Regions from separate parts of the Sus scrofa genome. Here region 1 is linked to region 2. A link is a contact called in public Hi-C data. All regions are on one chromosome and are shown on one strand. Each heading gives the region's core, a stretch centred on a gene start, on an enhancer-like site or on the middle of the called end of the contact. The rest is flanking DNA. Distances are from core to core; before and after follow the strand shown.

Region 1 (5,915 bases), core at 1,308-3,807, 83 kb before region 2:
CCAACCCTCAAGTCAGCCCATCCATGAAAAAGACCCCTCTGTAATCACCTTATCCTAACTGCTGCCTGGTATACTCAGCACCAGGAAGCTCTGGGTCTGAACGTTTCTTTGGTCAAAGCGCTTTTAAAATACCAGTCCAAATAATCTGTCAAGAATCAGCATCACAGGAGTTCCCGTTGTGGCTCAGCAGTAACAAACCCAGCTAGTACCCATGAGGACAGGGGTTCGACCTCTGGCCTCATTCAGTGGGTTAAGGATTCGGTGTTGCCGTGAGCTGTGGTGCAGATCGCAGACATGGCTCAGATCTGGCATTGCTGTGGCTCTGGTGTAGGCTGGTGGCTACAGCTGCAATTCAACCCCTAGCCTGGGAACTTCCATATGCTGCAGGTGTGGCCCTAGAAAAAAAAAAGGGAAAAAAAAAAAAAAAAAAAAAAAAGCACCGTCTCTAACCAAAGGACGAGGGAAATAAAATCTACATGGAGGCTCTGGCTCTCATTGGGAGATCCAAAGCCAGCTTCTTCCATGAGGCGGCAGCTGGGTGAAGAAGGTGTAAACTTTAACTAGCTCCACTTTAACTAGCTGTCAGACACGATCATGGTACTTCACTCGGTCTCCACAGTCTTGCTGGGAAACCACATACCCATCTCGTTGGGCTGAAAGCAAACATCCGCAAAGTACTGAACCCAAGCAGATGCGTAAAGGAGACACGTCAAGACTGTCTCCAGCTCTCCATTCCCACCACGCCATTGGGTGGAAGGGAAACGCCCAGAGGGCTCTCATGTTTCCCCACACGCAACGTTTTCCCCCTACAAGAGACATGTCTAGGAAATAGAATTCAAGACACTCTTTCATGTTCTGCTTTCCTTTCCCTCGTTCTCTGGGAGGCTCTGAATAAGAAATTATGCCGAGAGTAAGGTCAACCCAAGGATAAGGCAAACTATCATGGTATCTCTGCTGCTGGCCAAACATCCACAATGGCCTCCAGCCAGCCCTCCTCACCCCGCCTTCACCCACTAGGGACTGCCCTGGCCAATGCCCTTCAATTTTCCAAAATCTCAAAATCTGAGGGGAAAAAAAAAAAAAAAAATGTGCCTACATGGACAAAATCTACCGCCCTCATATCCGATAGCACAGTTTGGGAACAGAGTATTAAAGAAAGAGATTCTAGTTTTACTACAGTTTGGGGCAGCCAGCTATGTCACAGGGCTCCATCAAAAAAAAATGCCTTCTGTTTAACCAAAGAGCTAACCCCGGGCCCACATGCAAACACCCACCTCAGCTTTTCCTAGAGTCTCTTCTGGGGGACTGCAACCACACCTGACTCACAACTGTACCCCTGGGGTCAACCAGAGGCCTGGCCAAGAGCCACTGAGCCTTCAAATGTTCATAGGTGCTACTCTGAGCCACTCACTGGGCCAGATCAAGGACAAAGAGATGGAGGAAATTTTCCCCCAAATCAGATACAACCTCATGGGAATGCCCTCTGGCTAATGGGTTGGGATCGGTGTTGTCACTGCTGTGGGTCGGGTCTAATCCCTGGCCCAGGAACTTCCTTCCACATGCCACAGGTGAAGCCAAAAAGAAAATAAATAAATGACTGAATAAATAAATAAAATTTAAAAAAGAAAATAAATGCTAATCACAGAAAAAGATAAAGCTTCACAGAGTTTAAAATTGAATTCCAGGAGTTCCCATCATGGCTCGGTAGAAATAAATCTGACTAGCATCCATGAAGACGCAGGTTCGATCCGTGGCCTCGCTCACTGGGGTTAAAGATCCAGCATTGCCATGGGCTAGGTCACAGATGCGGCTCACATCTGGTGTTGCTGTGGCTGTGGTGTAGGCCAGCAGCAGCTGTAGCTATTCAGTTCAATCCCTAGCCTGGGAACCTCCATGTGGCATAGGTGCGGCCCTAAAAAAGACCAAAAAATAAAAAATGAAAATAATACCGAATCCCCACTTCTCTTTGAACGTTCTTCCTCCATATCTTGATGTCCCTTCTCTTCAAGGTGCCAACTTCTGCACTGGCAGCCCCGCACAAAGAAGACTTCTCACGTTCTGCCCCGATATCACAATCCCCTAAGCACTGAATTTGCCCTGCTCCAAAATCATTTTCTCTCCCCAAATCTGAGCCCCCATGCTGCCCACGCCAACTTCGGGGAAGATCAAATACAGCTATCTCAGTGAAGCATCATACAAGGAAATGTGTGATTAAAAACTCAGGCTGGGGTTTCTGATAGAACAGGAGTAGCTTTGCCCCAAGTGCCCCGGGGAAGACTTCCCTACATCCTAACAGGAAAGAGGAGAGGTCTGGCACCCCTGCCACCATCCCAAGCTTCTCCGGCTACAAGGAACCTAGAATTCAATAAAAGTCTCCAGTGGAACTTCCTCGCCCACGTGGTCTCCTCCCTGCTGCCACACACTCATCCTGCTTTTTGTCCGTAATCCTGCAGTCTCCGTCATCTCCTTTTCTTGGCCCCAAGTAAGCGTCCACCTTTGCTCCTCAGAACAACTGCGACTCACTGGGTGACTATGTCCCTAGGCATGCACTTCCTGAGGCTGCTTCCCAGAGGAAGGCGTGGACCCACCCCTCCCAGAGGCAGTTCTAGCCATGCCCTGCCCTGCCCTGCGAGGCACCAACTGACCGGACTCTGCTGCTTGGGAAATGGGGTTGATGTTAGAGACACTGGGCTCGCAAGACACTTGGTCTCTCTCCAAGCCACTAAGTAATCCCTGCCCTCCAGTTGCTGCTTATGAAGTCTGGCCACCTGTTCACAACTTTAAAAAAAAAAAAAAAAAGGCAAGAAATGAGGTCCTGAATTATGATTTCATAAGGCGTCACAAGCAGAAAAAGCATGTGGACTTTATCTGCCTTCAATCTGTCAGATGTATCTGGGGTTAGGGAGGACACATGTGTGTGGCCGGGGGAGGGGGAACGACTGAGACAATTCAGAGCAGATGCTCTCCTCATGACAGCAGGGGCATCGTTTTTATAAGAAACAAGATGATCTGCCTCCAAATGGGAGGAAAGGAGGAACTATTGGGTTTGCTCAGGATACTGAGTAAAAAAAAAAATTTTTGGTTTTTTTTGGGGGGGGTTGGGGGGGCTGCACCCAAGGCATATGGAAGTTCCCAGGCTAGGGGTCTAAATGGAGCTGTTGCTACCACAGCCACAGCAACACAGGATCTACGCCGAGTCTGCGACCTACACCACAGCTCAAGGCAACGCCAGATCCTTAACCCACTGAGTGAGGCCAGGGACAAACCCGAATCCTCATGAATACTAGTCGGGTTCCTTTCTGCTGGCCACAATGGGAACTTCCTGAAATTTTAAGAAGCACAGTGAGAAAATTAATTTCTCACACTACTGCCTCTAAGGGAAGGCCCTGTTGTTATGCCAAATGCAGGAAGCAAAGAAGGAAGTTAGGAATCAGGCAGTGGCTCCTTTTGCTATTAACAGCCATTTTTATTCATGGAAGCTCATCCTGGCATTGCTTAAAATAGAGCGAATCTTTCTCTAATGACTGTGGAACAGAAAGCGGGAGAGATGTGTAGATGAAAGTTGAAGATGAATTCTCGGAATACTGCACTATTCTTGCCTTCTCTCCAAAACTTAGCTGCAGTTTAGAAAATGAAGTTGAAATTCTTCCTTTCCTCCCACTTCCATCCCTAAAAACGAAACTGTATTCCATTTGACAATCTGCCAGTAATGTCAGGCACATGTGACACAGAGCTTTTAATCTGCCATTGCTACAAAATACAGCTCTACCTGCCTGTGGAAACTGTAAAAATGGCACTTGAGACAACAGCACTCTCTGGAGATAATTAGCGAGCACAAAGGGATAAGCCTGGTGATGCCTGTCCTTACCTAGGTGAGAAAAAACTTCGAAATTCAACAGTTTCTGCCCTGGCAACATAATGCTTATTCCAAACATGACAAATGAGTAAGGACCTTCTCATGAAAAATAATTTGTGATTAAATTTCACACCCCTCCCACACACTTCTAAGAATAGCTAAGTTTCACTTAAAGAGAAAGGGGAAAAAAACCCACAGGCATTCAAAGACACTGGCGCACAGTTCCACTTAAATAATGAAATTGAAGAGTGTTGCTACAGGAGCTGAAAGGTGGGTTTTGTTTCTAACTCATTCAGTGACAGACTCTTTATGTAATTCTTCTATTTCATGGAATATGTTTGCTGGTTTCACAACTGAGACTCCAGCATGCATGTGCCCCTGTTAGATTGGAACCCAGAAAGAGACAATTCTTGATTTAGTAAAGAATTCAGCATCCATTATGTATGTTCTCTGTCCCGAATGGAGTTATGACCTTTAATTATATCAAATGAACTGAGAAGAGACCGGAGGGGGTGTCAATTACAGGCTTCCCCTGTAGGTAACGATGCCAGGTGGCTTTGGATTTACTTATTTCCTTTTTAGGGTCACACCGGTGGCACATTTAACTTCTGTGGCTAGGGGGCAAACTGGAGCTGCAGCCAAGGCCTATGCCACAGCCATGGCACCATCAGATCCTAACTGCATCTGCAATCTACGCTGCAGCTTGCAGCAACACCAGATCCTTAACCCACTGAGAGAGGTCAGGGATGGAACCCACCTCCTCATGGATATTAGTCAGGTTCTTAACCCAGTGAGCCACAACGGGAACTCCAGGTTTTGGTTTTAGACGTAGGAAGTTTGAGACACTCAAGAGACAAAATAGACATGTGAAGAAACTGGTGATTAAGACATACAGGTTGGATGACCAAGCTAAAAATCTAGGTTGGAGATATAATCTGGGGAGTCGTCAGCACAGAGATGACACGTAAAGTCATAAAACTACAATGAGATAGTAGCTGGAAAATTAGTGTAGCTAGAGAAGAGGTCTGGGGATTGAGGCCTGGAAAACCCAGCACATAAGGGCAAAGAAGTAGAGGAGAAACCAGCCAAGCAGACAGAAGGACCAGCCAGTGTGATGGGAGCAGCATGCCAGAGGCAAGGAGATCGAGGCAGAGGGAGCAGTCAAAATGTTGTTGGGTGGGGGAGGAGAAGGAGCGCTGAGGAATGACTATTCTTCTCTTTTCTGTTTTTTGTCTTTTGCCCTTTTTTTTTTTTTTTTTTTTTTTAGGGCCGCACTCGCGGCATACGAAGGTTCCCAGGCTAGGGATCTAATCAAAATTGTAGCCAAACCGGCCTACACCACAGCCACAACAACGCCAGATCCAAGCCATGTCTGTGACCTACACCGCAGCTCACAGCAACATCAGATCCTTAACCCCCTAAGAGAGGCCAGGGATCAAACCTGGAACCTCATGGTTCTTAGTGGGATTTGTTTCCACTGTACCTCGACAGGAACTCATGACTATTATTTTCTTAACCCTTATAATATCTTATACACATACAGACAATTACTAAATGACTAACTACTTCTCCTCAAAGGAAGAAAAAAGAATCAACAAAAATTTCATCAAAACCACCAACGTTGCAAAAGAACACAATTTAGGAGAAGGCTGAGCTAGATGTCCCAGTGCCCTTCCAGACTTTTGAGCCCACATTCAGCAAAGCTAATATGAAATTTGACTACAAGTATCAATCTTCTCGTCTTCAGCATCATGAGAGTGGAACAATAATGTGCCACGTGAAGAACTGTCCAAGTCAGTGTTTCTCAAACATGAAGCATGAGAAGCTGGCAGTTTGTCTCGAGATATTTTGAATTTCCCTTTTGATTTCCTCGTTGACCCATTGGTTTTTTGTTTTGTTTTGTTTTTTGTCTTTTTGCCTTTTCTGGGACCACTCCCACGGCATATGGCGGTTCCCAGGCTAGGGGTCAAATCGGAGCTGTAGCCACCGGCCTACGCCAGAGCCATAGCAACGCAGGATCCGAGCCACATCTGCAACCTATGCCTCAGCTCACGGCAAC
Region 2 (6,098 bases), core at 3,215-5,714:
GTTGCTGCAAATGCCACTATTTCATTCCTTTTTCTGGCTGAGTAATAGTCCATTGTGTATATATATATCATCTTTATCCACTCCTCTGTCCATGGGCATTTAGGTTGCCTCCATTCCTCGGCTATTGTATAAAGTGCTGCAAAGTCCCCTGATTTTTCAAAGGGAAAGGAGTATTTGCCATATCTAGTTCACGACACATAAAGGATGTGTGAAAACATTTGACTCTCAAAAAAAAAAAAAAAAAAAAACCTACACATTATCATCAAGGCCAGTGCTTCCAGCTGTTGTGTCCCCATGTGCGGAGCAGCCAGCCTGTTGAAGAGGAGCTAAGAGACTGGCCAAGCGTGGGGCTCTCAGGCAACATACTTCCTGGGAAGGTATTAGAATCACTCTCCCTGAGCATGTTCAAGGTGGAGCAGCGAGCCAGAAACGCTCTGCACAAACACGGCTGCCAAACCTGTCTTACCACCTGCAGCCTCCAAAGAAAGCCCTTGATAGGAAGTTTTTAAAGGGCATGTGTTGTGGAAGAAAATACCTACCAGCCTAACACACCCGCAGTAAGTGACAAGTTCACAGATTTCCCAAAAAAAAAAAAAAAAAAAAAAAAGGCCATTGCTTTTGCTGTGAAATGTATTAATTTAATAAACCGATGGGAATTATCTTCACACACGTTACTGTTTTGCTTGCAGTTTTGTTTTCATCCTCTCGCTGGATGAGATTTCCTGCCAATATATGCACAAATTTCTCTAAAACTTCACCTCTGGGTTCCAATTCTGACCGCATAATCCACATGACTTAAATCCCAAACATTCTGGGAGCTTCTCAAAAAATTCTTCATATCAGACTGAGTATCAGCAAAACACTAATGCAAGCAGGCATCCACCTCATTTAAATTTCTCAAATCCCTTTGAGCAGCCATTTCAAAGAAACCCCAAAGCACGGTCTAACATATTTTTGTGTGAATCTCAATGCAAAAATGCAGTGTTCATTTGAGCTTGTTTAAAAGAGGGGAAAGGGAATTCACATCATGGCTCAGTGGTTAACGAACCCAACTAGTATCCATGAGGATGCAGGTTCAATCCCTGGCCTCACTCAGTGGGTTAAGGATCTGGCGTTGCATGAGCTGTGGTGTGGGTCGCAGACACGGCTCAATCCTGTGTTGCTGTGGCTGTGGTGTGGGCCAGCAGCTACAGCTCCGATTCAACCCTTAGCCTGGGAACCTCCATGTGCCACAGGGCGGCCCTAAAAAATATAAATAAATAAATAAATAAAGGAGGGGAAGGGATCTTTGCTGACAGAAACTAGGCAGTGAGCTTCAATCGGGCTCATAGCTGATTCCAAATTAAGTTGCTTACCAATTGAGTGATGAGCTACTATCCCAGAATATTTAAGATACACAGTACGATCATCACCATGCCAATAACTTCAACATAAGTCATGCCAAAAAGAAAATAATAACACAAGGTACACTGAACATCAGAAACCACTATGGAACATAGGAACCACATAATGAAACAATTCTTTAAATAACAGGTCTGCCTTAATTTTTCCATTCAGGAACATAACCTAGTGTCCACCTTCCTATGAGAGAGCCGTTGCAGGGTGTGGTTTCCACAGAGAGAAGCCCCACGCTGTCACACATCAAGAAGCTACCATGTTTTCAGTCAGCCTCTAAAAAGCTGTCAAAGGAGTTCCCTTGTGGCTCAGTGGGTTAAGGACCTGGTCTTGTCACTGCTCCATAGTCAATTTTTTTAATTACTTAATGAATTTTATTACATTTATAGGTGTACAACAATCATCAAAACACCGTTAAATGGTTACTGCAGTGGTGCAGGCTCAATCCCTGGCCAGGGAACTTTCAGATGCTATGGGTGGCCAAGAAAACAAATAAATAAATAAATAAGCAAGCAAACTGCCAAAGAATTTAAAAGACCCTTCTCTCTTCTTAAACTTCATTTTTGAAGCAATCATTACACAATCCCCATGACGCCACAAAACAGGTCCAATTTTTATAATGAATTCCATGAAATGTACACATTATCTACGATTCAATCATTTTGACAGATTCCACTGGTCACACATGCTAAAATCCTAGAAATGCAAGGATTTTGATACCCAGTCAAGACAATTAGGTAAAAACTAAATATAATTTACATAGAAGAAAATGTCGCCCTCCTAGCTCTTTCCAGATCAAAATTATTGAAAAGGTAATGCACAGTTTTAGAGAAGCCAGCTATCCTGATAAAAACTGGGGGTCAGAGAAGCTGAATGGGGGCCTGAGACCTTTGCACAATGAGGGTTAAGTCTTCTAATTCCCCCAGGCTTCAGTCTCCTCAGCTATCAAAGAGGCCCCAGGATTAGGACAACCAACACTCACGGTTTCCTTCGGGCACCATCTCCCTGCATCTCCACAGCATCCCTATGCGGTAGACACTCTTACCCCATTCTGACGCAGGAAACCGAGTTACAACACAGCTGCTTGCGTTAAGACCGAGGTCAGTCCCTACCTAACAGGCAGGGAACATCCAATGAGAAAGTCTATGAAAACACTGCGTGACCTTTACGACGTAATTCAGAACCTCCCCGCTCCATCCCAGCCTACTCTGCCTACTCTCCAGGGCAGGACTGCCTTACCCAACTTCTCATTGGCTGAGATACAGCATACACATACTCATCCTTTATGTTAAATCTAATTACTCTTCCTATGAATATCTGCACCACAAACATTTTAAGCAAGGAAGAACAAGACCAGAAAAATAAAATAAAATAAAAAGGCAAAACCAATGGCTAAATTTCATGGGTATGGGAGGAGTGGGGATTGGTTGTGTCTCCGAGGAAGAGCCTGCCTCTAATCCCAAAATCACCGACCCTGGTTTTGTCAACAGCCCAAGAACAAACACATACGGGAGTCCACAGAAACACGTCACTCCAGAGATGCAGCTCATCAAGAGGGAATATTCTCAGATGAAAACCTCAGGGTGAAGAGCTTTTCATACTGATTTGTTACGTCAATTTCTTCCAGACTAAGGAATATATTAGAATTCAACTTTCCTTTTCAATTATCTTTCCTTGGTTACCAAAGGGGGAAGGGGGGGAGAGATATATTAGGAGGTTTGTATAAATAAACATGCACTACTATACATAAAACAGCCAACAAAGACCTTCTGTATAGCATAAGAAACTCAACTTAAGATTCCGTAATAGGAGTTCCCGTTGTGGTGCAGTGGTTAACAAATCTGATTAGGAACCATGAGGTTGCGGGTTCGATCCCTGGCCTCGCTCAGTGGGTTGAGGATCTGGCACTGCCATGAGCTGTGGTGTAGGTCACAGATTTGGCTCAGATCTGGCATTGCTGTGGCTCTGGCATAGGCCAGCAGCTACAGCTCCAATTAGACCCCTACCCTGGGAACCTCCATATGCCACAGGTGCAGCCCTGAAAACACAAAAAGTAAAAAAATTAAAAAATTAAATAAAATAAAAAAGATTCTGTAATAACCTATATGGGTAAAGAATCTGAATAAGAATGGATGTAAGTACATGTATAACTGAAATTACTGTACACATGAAACTAACACAACCTTGTATATCAACTACACTCCAATAAAAAATATTTTAAATAATGAATAAAATAAATTATCTTTATTACTCTCAACTAAGATACTAAGAAAGTATTAAGCTACTCATTTATTTAAGAAATCATGTGGGAGTTCCTGTAGTGGCTCAGGGAAACAAACCTGACTAGTATCCATGAGGACGCAGGTTCATCCTCAGCCTCACTCAGTGAGTTAAGGATCCAGCATTGCCGTGAGCTGTGGTATAGCTCACAAACATGGCTCGGATCCCGAGCTGCTGTGGTGTAGGCCGGCAGCTACAGCTCCAATTTGACCCCTAGTCTGGGAACCCCCATTTGCCGAGATATTGTCCTAAAAAGACAAATAAATAAATAATTTAAAATTTTTTAATTTAAAAAATAAAAAATCATGTAATGACAACTGCTATGTGCATACCTGACATGATGCCGGCACTAGGAATGTAAAAGTAAGATGAAGCAATTCTTGGAAATTCCACTTAAAAAGTCCAACCCTGTTTTGAAATTTGTGGTCAAAATGGCATTTTGAGCCTAGGCATCTCTCTAAAATGCGGCTCACCCTTTGAATTTCAGCATGTTCTTGTTTAACTTGTATATTCAGCAAAATAACACTGCCTCAAGCAGCATAATTTCCAAGCCCCTCTTAAGATTTGGCTTTGGACTACATAATATCCCCAGCGTATACCAGGACAATTTTTGCCAATGCTAACATCATCTGATAGCAAAACCAAAGCCAACTCACAGTCTTCCAAGAGTGGTATCAGAATTGCACAGATCACTGAATTCTGAATGGAATCCAACATCTCATAGTGGTCAAAAATCTAAACATTTTCTGCCCTGCTGCCCACGACAAGCCCTGGGTCTCAGTGGCGAGTGCAAATTACTCCTCCCACCTCTCCCCTAGGAAGGGCCCCGTGGCTTCACACAGCCAGGAAGGAGAGACAGATAGAAAAGAACACAGCTCCTGGATAATTAAAAGCCAACTGTCCTCATAAACACTCCAAATTCTCACTCCATCATCATTAGGCCAAATGCCAGGTACACTTAGATGTGGCAGGGGCGGGGGGGGGGGGGGGGGGCTGCAAAAAAAAAAATGAGTTTCAACATGATTTCTGGTCCAGGAGAAGCAGCCACATCCTGATACCATTACCAACTCTTAGCTTACAGTCTCCAGTTATTTTTGCTAAACCACAACCACTAATAAGCCACCAATGGAAAACAACTGGAAAGAACTAAATAAAACCAAGGGAAGAAAGGAAGATTTGCTCCAGGGCTGACAATTTTATGTGCCAGTTTCATCCAGATACAAGATCTAAGACAACCTGAGCCCCATTAGCAGCTAGTTAAATTCACCAAAAACATCACACACAAAAATGCTCTCAGGTTTACAGCTATCCTTTGTTCTGCTAACAATCACAAAAACGACTTCGAAAGAATAAAGTATAAATACATTTTGTCCATAAATACTGGTTCACACTCCAAATTTGTGCTGTTGCAAACAATAAGGAAAATACTGCAAGGGGAAAAAAGTCCACCCAACACCTAGTCTAGTGCATACCTTTTTTCTCCTAGATCAAGGAGCTTTTAAATAAACAAAACACAAGGCGCATGTAGCTGTGAATATCCATTATCAGGATATTTCAAATAGAGTTCAAATGCTTAATATAATCATGGGTTCTCAAGAGTCAGGAGACATCATTGTTCGGTGCAGAAATGTCTCCCACACACATTAGCAAGTCTCAACAATTACCTGCTTATCTCCCAGTGAATTACCATGAGAGTCATCACTGTGGGAAGCATTCATTTTGGGAAACTGTGTGTCTGTATCTCAGGTGAGAGTCACCACTTATTTTATAGGAACTTCAAATTGATAGTTTCATCCCTGGGACTTAGGGTATGCTTTACTCCCCCAGTGTAAGTTCAGTATTAAGGGATGGAGTTGAAGCGACCCGTGATACTGGACTGCCTAAATGATTCTTGATGGATCCTTGCTGCAAGCTGACAATGTCATCCTTCTGGTACCCATTCATTTGTCAGCTTCCTTCCACTTGACAACACATTTCTAAGAAACAAAGAGATAGTTACAGGAGTTCCCGCCGTGGCTCAGTGGTTAACAAATCCGACTAGGAACCATGAGGTTGCGGGTTCAGTCCCTGGCCTCGCTCAGCGGATTAAGGATCCGGTGTTGCCATGAGCTGTGGTGTGGGTCGCAGACATGCCTTGGATCCCGTGTTGCTGTGGCTCTGGCGTAGGCCGGTGGCTACAGCTCCGATTCCACCCCTAGCCTGGGAACCTCCATATGCCGCGGGAGCAGCCCAAGAAATGGCAAAAAAAAAAAAAACCAATGAGATAGTTACAGTTTATTCTAGGTATGTACCCAAGAGAAATAAAAACACATATCCATGAGTTCCCATTGTAGCTGAGCGGAAACAAATCTGACTAGTATCCATGAGGATGCAGGTTCAATCCCTGGCCTTGCTCAGTGGGTTAAGGATCCGGCGTTGCAGTG

Evidence for each region. A called contact is a pair of places that touch in the nucleus more often than the background predicts.
Region 1: a contact with region 2 is called in a Hi-C map of embryonic fibroblasts, with 2.2 times the contacts expected there. The contact joins two enhancer-like sites. A contact is called at or near these places in 5 of 47 Hi-C or Micro-C datasets (adipocytes, embryonic fibroblasts and fibroblasts) and 1 of 2 datasets of contacts at active chromatin or transcription factors (skeletal muscle).

What each region holds. Positions count from the first base shown.
Region 1 is chr11:48,056,388-48,062,302 of Sscrofa11.1, reverse strand. All of the region lies in intron 5 of LMO7 (LIM domain only protein 7), which reads right to left. Among named protein-coding and RNA genes, the nearest start is that of LMO7, 150 kb to the right of the region's middle. Within about 2 kb of position 2,557, at least 25 of the 83 cell types and tissues checked have an H3K27ac peak or open chromatin away from gene starts, as enhancers often do. A contact at or near this core is called in embryonic fibroblasts, where this site is marked.
Region 2 is chr11:47,975,592-47,981,689 of Sscrofa11.1, reverse strand. The region is part of intron 2 of LMO7 (LIM domain only protein 7); the gene reads right to left. Among named protein-coding and RNA genes, the nearest start is that of LMO7, 68 kb to the right of the region's middle. Within about 2 kb of position 4,464, at least 4 of the 83 cell types and tissues checked have an H3K27ac peak or open chromatin away from gene starts, as enhancers often do. A contact at or near this core is called in embryonic fibroblasts, where this site is marked.